Linked DNA regions of Cricetulus griseus: region 2 is linked to region 1. A link is a contact called in public Hi-C data. All regions are on one chromosome and are shown on one strand. Each heading gives the region's core, a stretch centred on a gene start, on an enhancer-like site or on the middle of the called end of the contact. The rest is flanking DNA. Distances are from core to core; before and after follow the strand shown.

Region 1 (4,605 bases), core at 518-3,017:
CTAAGTTAGGGATGGAGGACAAAAATCTCCAGTCAGCTCGTATTTTTTAGGAAAGAAGCTTTCACCTTTTTTTTTTTTCCTTTCCTGTTCTTTATTGGTAAGAATTTTTACAAAACTATATGGACAAAACCAAACCAAATCAAACAACAGCAACAACAAAAAGCCTACCATGCCCAGCTTTCTTTACCTAGTACCACCAATTAAATCTGAGCTGTGAATGAGAAAACAAGAGAAAGGCCACGCGAACCAGGGGGAGGGAGGCATGCCTGTGTAGACAATTGCCTGTTTATGGTAAGCCCCAGAGCCTTCATGCATGCCCCTGGGTCCTTTTGCAAAACACAGGATTGGGACACCTTGGTGGACATTGCTGCCATGAGGATCCAATGTTCTTGCTGCATCTGCCTGCCTGCCTGCCTGCCTGCCTGCCTGCCTGCCTGCCTGCCTGCCTGCCCAGGGCTAGAATGGATAGGGCTTCCTGTCCAAGGGGAGAAATGTTGCTTTTTAGACTCCAAAGACAGTACCTGGCTCACCCAGAAGATCTCCAGAGTGAGTAAGAGAAATCTAGCTTGTCACAGGGTTCTGGGGGAACACTTCAGCACAAATGTGGAAGACACACTTGGGCTGGTGTCTACACTTTCAATGTGTGTGGTAATGCACCCCAGTTCCTCCTGTCATATCTCTATCCTTTCAGATGAGACGCAGAGACCAAGTTCAAAGTGCTAGACTCAAGTGCGGAGGGCAAATTAACTCCTAAAGAATAGGCAAGTAAGCATTGTGGAAACAGTTGTCTCATTCCTGAGACCCATCTACCTGAGCAAAGACAAATCAGAAGTAGTCCCCAGCCCTCCAAGGCTGTCCTTTGTGGCTGGCAGCCTGGTTCCCTTCCAGCTCAGGGTCAAATCCTAATAGTGCTCTATGTGCTCTATGTGGGGTCAGCAGGCACACCTAGCTATTCTGAGTCTCTATCTATCCTCTATGGAAAGGTGCTCCCAAGGGTTTGACCTTGCTGACCTTATAGCATCTACTCATTCTCTGACCTTTGGGAAATGCACCCTACTTCATAAGATAGCTAAAATGTCCACCAAGCCCCCCCCCCCAGCCTCTCTGCCCAGCAGAGGGAACCCCATGCCATCCATGTTGGAGCCCCATACCTGGGAAGGTTTCCAGAATCCTAGTGGGTTGTCACCTGCATAGAGCTCAATCAAAGAACCAGTATACATTAATTCACCCAGATGCCTGCTAGATAAAAGATGGGTGGGTGGGTGGGTGAGAGGTTGAAAATGATGGACGAGGAGCTGGGGTGAAGTTCAGTGGTAAGCACTTGCCTAACATGTGTGAGGCCCAGTAGGGAAAGAAGTATACACAGGGCACAACCTGTCTTTAACCTTAGAGTTAGGCTGCATGCTGAGTTTCTTTACAGTCTGTAAAATGGGGAAACACAGCCATACTTTAAGGGCTTATATCCAAACTCAGATGAAATCATGTGCAATGCTTGGCTCAGAAAGGTTTAACCAACAATAGTGCCCTGCTGCACCAAGCATGATGAAAAAATCCCAAGTGAGAAAGAGTGAGGCCCCATTGGCTCCACTCACAAGTCACCAGGGGCAGAACATCTGGTGCGCTGTGGCAAGGAAGGAAGGGCTGCACAGGCTCTCACTGACCACTGGAGTCCTATGAGGCAATGCACAGGGCAGTATCCAGCTGGGCTTGGCTAGCATGTCCCGGCGTGCCCAGGCAGGGTAAGTGGCTGGGGACATGCCCACGGGCATCGGGTGTGGCAGGACATTCCTGGGCACATTCTGCTTCTCTGGGCTCAGCTGGTTCCACCCACAGAGGCAGAGGTGAGTAGCAGGGACAAAGTATGCGGCTCCTTGATGTCCTCTGAGCCTGCCTAACAGAAGAGGACCTGTTAGAGAGGGCCACCTTTTTTGAGACTTTACCTGGAAGTAAATAAAACACTTGCTTTGTTTTGGTGTCCTTGAGAAAGAAAAACCCTGGACTCTTGCCTGCTGGGTACCTGCCAGGATAGCCTGCCCTTCCACCTCAAAAAAAAAAAAAAAAAAAAAAAAATGAAAAAACAACCCATTTCTTCAACCTGAGAAGGAGCCCCTGGTGTCACATTCCCAGGCAGTTGGGTGGGGTCTGCAGTGGAAGGGTTCCATAGTGTCCACTGATAGCAGGCTGGACCTGGGGCAGATCCCAGCAAGAGGTAAAGATTCTGGACAGGAAGAAAGGTAGCAGGAGAGCCTCAAGATTCTGATGCGGGGGTGGGGAGGGTGGGGGTGGGGTGGGGGGTATACTACGACACTCTGCCTTAGTAGTGAAGCCTGGCCCAGTTCAGGGTATGCTCTGTCCAGACAGACCCAGAGTAGAAGTCTTCACATCTCCACTTGAGTGGCTCAAAGAGACATGAAGGGAATGGTGATGCTCACCTTGGGGACTGCCATGCAGAAGCTGCGAGCTCAAGGCCTCTGTGTGTTCCCATTTGCAAGTTCCCCGACAGGCTCTAGAAGGGTTGGCCAGGGCAGGTCTCTGTGGCTTTGACTTTCCCAGGGACACACCTCAATATAACTGTGCATTTCCTGATAGGTTTATTTTTTTTTCCTTTTGTTCATTTCTGCCTAAAAGCTTGGCAGGACCTAAAAACACAGCACCTGCATCCCTGGGCATTTAGAAGACCCCAGGGAACCGTGCCCTGCCGGGTGTGGCTGCCACAGACATCTGTCCTGTAACCAGGCCAGGGAGATCTTCATGAAGTACAGGAAAGCTGGGCCTTGCATGTGGATAAGTCCACAAGGACTGTTTCACTCTCATGCCAACACCTTCTCTGGATACTGTGATTAAACAAAACAAAACAAACAGGCCAGCTTTGAGGGTAAGGTAAAGGGAAGCAGAGATCCAATTTTGTCTCAACAGATGGGCAGTCTGGCATGGCCTAGATGCTACCCTTCACAAAGCTAAAACCTCCTTCCTACAGGACAGCCAGTCTGGGGGGGCTGCTACCTTGGTGGCCTGACAGATGGGTGTTCAGGCTAATTCACAGCCATCATGCTTGGTCACAACCACAGCCTGACTGGCTAATGTCCTCTGGTAGCAATGTTCACTCTAAGTGGAACCCTGTAGGTCCGTGCCCCATAGAGACACATATACACTAATAATTGATGCTCATAGACGTGAAGGTGGTGACTCCAGGGAGATGGAACCATGGATGTCTCTGTAATTATCTGGCAGGCTGGGGTGAGTCTAGAGGGAACCCCTAGAGCTAGCACACATCTCTGGTATCCAGGATGACTACTTCCCTACTTCCTATTTTCTTGTGTCCTTTCCCTGATAATTGCCACCACTGTCTCCTCTAAGTGAGACTTTAGTATTTTCATAGAAGCAAGAAAAACTGGCAGTCCTGGAAGGACTTCTGGGCCTGTCCTACCAGAATCACTCACACAGCCCTATTTTCTCACTACTAGCTTGAGGGTATTAGAGAGGGAGGGAGAGAAAAAGACACACAAAAGACACAGCAGCCCCTCCCTCAGTGGCTGACAAGAATATATGTGTCTTGAGAGACGCTATCAACTGTACCAGTACTTGGGCTAATGGAGAAGCAAGGAGCCCACTGGCCCAGCTGAAAGCAAAAAAGCAACTTCCAATGGATCGAAGGAGAAACATTAATTGCGGCTTTACAAAACTCTTTTCTTTGCAGCAAGGCAAGGGCCGTGGGGCCACTGAAGCCCAGGCGGCTTCAGAAGCTCCTGCTATTCACTACTTGCAGGTGGCTGACCGGTTTCCCAGGGCTGCTCCAACGGTGACTGCGCCCTGCTCTTTCAGCATGCCTGCAGGACTCCATACAGGTCCACTTAAACCAGTCTGAACTGTGAAAGGCTCCATCTCTCACCGCCCAGGCCCAGCGGCCCAAACAGAGCCCTAAGAGGGCTGGAGGGCCAGTGGGAGAATGGTGCCAATTAAAAGCCCAGAGCCTGTGGGCCTTTCTCTTTCTTGTTTTCATTCCTACAGCTACATTGTGTCCACTGGCAGCAGGTTCCAAAGACGAGGCAGTCCATTCACCTCCCAGAGCTTTGGAGCCTCCATCACTGAACTAAGCCAATTAAATACATGGCTCCCGCCCTGGCAGCTTGAAAGATGGGGTGCATCTGTGCACACTGGGAGGATGGGTCCCTTCAATCTCCACCCATTCCAGAGAGGCACGGGATACATGGAGAAGGCAAGGCCCCACCTGGGCATCTAACTCTAGAAAAACCCAGTCTCTTGAACCTCTGGAACGTTCTAGGGCTGCCTGCAAGTGCCAGAAGCTCCCAAACTTGGCAAGAATGGGAGAAGGAATGGGTTTGTCTGTGGCTTACACTGCTGCAGTAATGACATGACTCCAGGGATTTCTATCAACTGTCTGCTCCCAGTGCCCCTGGCGGACAGTCAGCTGGCCCATCAGTGGTGGTGACTACAGAGAATCACAGCTGGGCAAAGAAAGGACTTGGGCCTGGATATTTTCTAGCTGCTAGCCCCAGTTACTAAGCACCTTGAGTCTATTTCTACAACTGGACACTGGTAAAAGCTGGCTTGCCAGTTGGCTGGAACAGCATGGTTACAACTTCC
Region 2 (4,331 bases), core at 64-2,563, 69 kb before region 1:
CAGGGTGACTTTTAACACCATGTGGTAACTAGCTTCTTTCTATCTATACCCCAAACATGTGCTCCAGGAGCTGGGAGTTAGATGGCTCAGTGAGTAAAGCATTTGCCTTGCAAACATGAGGACCTGAGTTCAGATCCTCAGAACCCACAGAAGACCAGATGTGTCAGTGAGCATCAGTAATCCCAGTATTCCTACAGTGCAATAGGCAGGGTCAGTAGAATCATGGGAAGTTTACGGGCCAGGGGCCAGGGGTAGCCTGGTGTCTACAGCAGCAAATAACCAGAGACCCTGTCTTAATCTCTGAGATTGTCCTCTGACTGCCACACAGTGACAGGCACACCCACACTCTCACAGATGAACATGTGTGAGTGCACACACACACACACACACACACACACACACACATACACACACACACACACGCATATACACACACGCGCGCGTACAAAAATTACAAAGAATTTCCCCAACCTTCTTATTTCCACAGCATTTTGGAATTTTCCAAATAGCTATCTTTATATGATGTTTCACACAAATCCCATTCGGGTCTCTCTAGTGACTCCCAGAACACTTTGGAGAGAACTATGAAGTTCCGTGGTGGCCTCCAGGCTCCTTCATCCCATGTTCCACCATGGCTCAGCCCCAACTCTGTCAGGAACAGTGGTTATGAAGCGTGCAGGCAGCAGTTTCACGTTCTTTTTCCTGAAGTCCAAGGTGTTCACATTGCAGAACCAATAGGGGCCCATTCAGGTTTCCCAGGCTGTGGATGACAAGCTCCAGTTCTACCCTGGTCTCTCAGAACCTGGGGACCATGGTGACACTTAGAAGTTTCTCCCCGTAGTGTGCCATAAACAGTTCTTCCTTACTCCTTCACTCTTCTGGACCACGGAAGATGGTTATCCTGCCTTAAAAACAGGGGGAGGTTGGGAACCTCTGACCTGACCTATTAAAGAGAGAGGCTGAGTTTGGGGAGTCTGTGGATAGCAGGCTGCTCTGGCCCTGGCCTTCCTACACCTCTCTGTCAGCTTCTTCACCTCCCAGTGGAGCAGTCCAATTCTGGAGTGTGCCACCAAGAGTCCCAGCTCTCATGGGTACAGATGTTCATGGGCAGTGGATCCCCAACAGTGTGTGTAAGGCTTGTTGTTGGTTGTTGTTTTTCTCGGTGTGTGTGGGGGGGAGGCCTTCTGGCAGGCATTAGCCAGCCCGGAGAGGAAGGGGTTAACCTTTTTGGATCCCACCAGTAAAGAGGAAGCTTAGTGTTTCCACGTGAAAGAGTTTAAAATAAACTTCTAGGCCAACTCAGACAGGGCTGCTGCAGCCAGATGGAAGGAAGCACACTGAAGTACTGGGATGGGTGAGTGTCCCAGCTGGTGTGCCGGTGTCTGCCTGACTGAGAAAGACACCACACACACACACACACACACACACACACACACACACACAGAGAGAGAGAGAGAGAGAGAGAGAGAGAGAGACAGAGACAGAGACAGAGAGAGACAGAGACACAGAGAGAGAGAGACAGAGAGAGAGACAAAGAGAGAGAGAGACAGAGAGAGAGAGACAGAGAGAGTGGGCTGTGGACAAGAGGTGGGCAAGCCAAGGCTTTAGTCTGGCCCCTGGAATGTAGTCCTGGCTCTGCTGGAGACCGCCAGGTGGCCCAGACTCCCTGGCTTCCTAATAAAAACAATAGCCATCCCTTTAAAAGAATGCGAGACTCACAGGGTGCCAGGAGACACTGTGCAGCTCCTTGGAACAACCCTAGAAAGTAAATATAGTAAATTATTTAAACTCAGTTGCCTCTGGGTTTAAATAATTCAAATTCAGGAACAGTTCAACCTGGTAGACCCCAGAGTTCAAGTGATTCTAAAAGACCCACTTCCCGTCTTCCCACTGCTTTCCAGCTGCTGAGAATAGTCCAGGGCACATGTGCTGTGAGGTACTCCGGGGAGGTGGTGGGCATCACACCACTGCCCACATGATCAGAAGCAACCTCTGGGATGGAGGCTTCAGGGATGTCATAAATCAAGGCCCAGAGAGTGGGTAGCAGGCATGGCCAGCCTGAAGCCAGCTGTGCAGTCAGATGTAGTAGATAGTTGGTACAAGACTGGAGGTGTTTTTGGTACCTTCTCTACCTTGATGCCCAGCTCAGGGTCTGCAGCAGACCTTCACTGCTCCAACGTCCCCAGTCCCACCTGGCCATAACTCTGGCAAGATTCCCCTCTGGTTTGGGGTAGCACTAAGTCTTACCAGCTAGGAGAACGTTGTGCCATGGCAGCCAGGGTGCTCACTGCGGTTGAGCCTCTCATTTCTGCCCCTCCCTCAGGTTGCTCCCCCTGTGTTCTGAGGGCAGTTGCTGCAGTGGGCAGTTCTGGAACAGCTCTTTCCCAGGCACTGTGCAACCTGGCAGTGTGCTCAGCCTGGCACTCCAGCCCAGGGTAGCCATGCTTTTCATTTGCCTTGCTGGTTCCTGTGGATTCTACTGCTGGTGCCTAGGCTGTGTGGACTGACTTGCCATGGTTTAGGGGCTTGTGAAGATGTTTTCATTGCTTTTGAAACCAGAAGCAAAAAGTATGTGAAGTTATTGTAGCTCAAGAAAATGCTTAGGCACAAGTCTGGGGCTCGCACGGTCCTGCCTCCTCTGGCCCAAGCCTCTCAATCCCACATTTTCCCTGCTGATCCCCTTCACCTTCTTTGGGAGGTTTTGGAGGGCATACCTGCCTGACCTCACAGCTGCTGTCCACCTGTGTCCTGCACATCTGGACCCCATCACAATGATCCTTCTGGCCCTCCTATCCTGTAGTTCTTACTGCAGCTATGATGTAGCTGTTCTGTGGCCAATGTCGTGTTGCATGTTTCATAGGACCAAGGTCTACCCAGGCCACCCTTACGGCTACCCAGTACCCATCTCAGGGTATAGTGCACACCATCCTCTGTCAAGGCCTGTTGGAGGGATAGGTACCCAGACATAAGTCCTTATATGAGAGGTGAAAAGGAGGGATAATTTCCCCCATTTCAGCCAATATTCTGCAACCCTGGGGTTAAGGCCATATGTAGGGTAGACAGGACACATACTGAGAGAGGCAGAAATCCCTGACTGGGGTGGAGGGTCCTGTCCTCCCACAGGCTTTTAGCTGGACCCCAGACTCCATCATCTTCCCCTCAGACTTACTCCATCCAGGGTTGACATTCCTATGGGCATATAACAGGTGCCTGTGGCTATGGCTGCCACAAGCCTCCAAGAAGGGGGAGATCTGACCCCCATGCCATCCAGCCCAGAGGAAGCTCCTTGCTCACACGTGACTTTTTCCTGCTTTCTGAGGGGCCTTTCCCACCGTAGATGGCAGAAAGGCATCACACAGCCTAATTGCCAGCCCTACAAGAGCCCCTTTAAAAGTCTGACCATGAGAAAGAACAGCAGACATGGTTTGTTTCCATTTATAGCAAGTCCCGGGACAGACAAAACTGTCCCTGCTATTAGCTATCAGGAGGGTGCATCTGAGGGTTGGAGAGTAGAAGATGCTGGAAGGGCTAGCACATTCATTAGCTTACAGAACTGTGTGTATCCAGGGTCTGGGTGCTTTTGCTACATGTTATGCATTAATCATATGTGTTATTTTTAATATGAGAAGAGCCTTGACCACAGCAAGCAGGATGTTTCTGATACCTACCTTTTGACCTAAACTCCCAGCCTGGGGGCCACCAACAGCTGGATATATGTTGGGGGCACTTGCTCCTATCAAGCTAACCAACACTATAACTAAGGGGTGGCCACCTCTGGTGTTGGGCCATCAGGGCTGCTAGACATAGGCTACACCACAAGGAGGGTTAAGTCTAGGGCTGGCTGTATCTCCAATGAGGGTTGGTACATGACAAACGTGCACAGAGCTGTCCTTAGATGAAGGCTCACAACGGGAAGCAGAGTCCCCACCCCTGACTTCCAAGAAGTGAAGGGTTTCTGCTCCATCCCAGAAACCACAGATGGGGAGATCTGGATTTGCATGCATGGGAGCGGGAGGCCTCCTCTGGCGTACAAAGCTGGGAGAGGCATGCGCTTAGCTCTGGCTTTCACTGCTCTCAGGCCAGACCAGACAAAGTACCCTACACCCCCTTCACTCTGCTAGCTTTCAGCTTCCTGGGTACACACAGCCCTGGGCAGCACCAAGGGTCACTCCACCAGTGTTAGGTGACCTGCCAGGACATACTCATGCCCTAGGACAGACTTATAGTGAGGCTCAAATACTCTTCATATGCTTCTAAGTATAAAACTGCATTTTATAAATAATCCCATTTCATGTCTTTTTGTTATTGCTGCTTCTTAAAGAAACAGGCAG

Evidence for each region. A called contact is a pair of places that touch in the nucleus more often than the background predicts.
Region 2: a contact with region 1 is called in a Hi-C map of liver, with 1.9 times the contacts expected there. The contact joins two enhancer-like sites. A contact is called at or near these places in 2 of 8 Hi-C or Micro-C datasets (the CHK-Q cell line and liver).

The regions. Positions count from the first base shown.
Region 1 is chr3:68,118,638-68,123,242 of CriGri-PICRH-1.0, reverse strand. All of the region lies in intron 3 of Fam53b (protein FAM53B), which reads right to left. Among named protein-coding and RNA genes, the nearest start is that of Fam53b, 47 kb to the right of the region's middle. Within about 2 kb of position 1,767, at least 2 of the 6 cell types and tissues checked have open chromatin away from gene starts, as enhancers often do.
Region 2 is chr3:68,187,058-68,191,388 of CriGri-PICRH-1.0, reverse strand. All of the region lies in intron 6 of Lhpp (phospholysine phosphohistidine inorganic pyrophosphate phosphatase), which reads left to right. Among named protein-coding and RNA genes, the nearest start is that of Lhpp, 43 kb to the left of the region's middle. Within about 2 kb of position 1,313, at least 1 of the 6 cell types and tissues checked has open chromatin away from gene starts, as enhancers often do.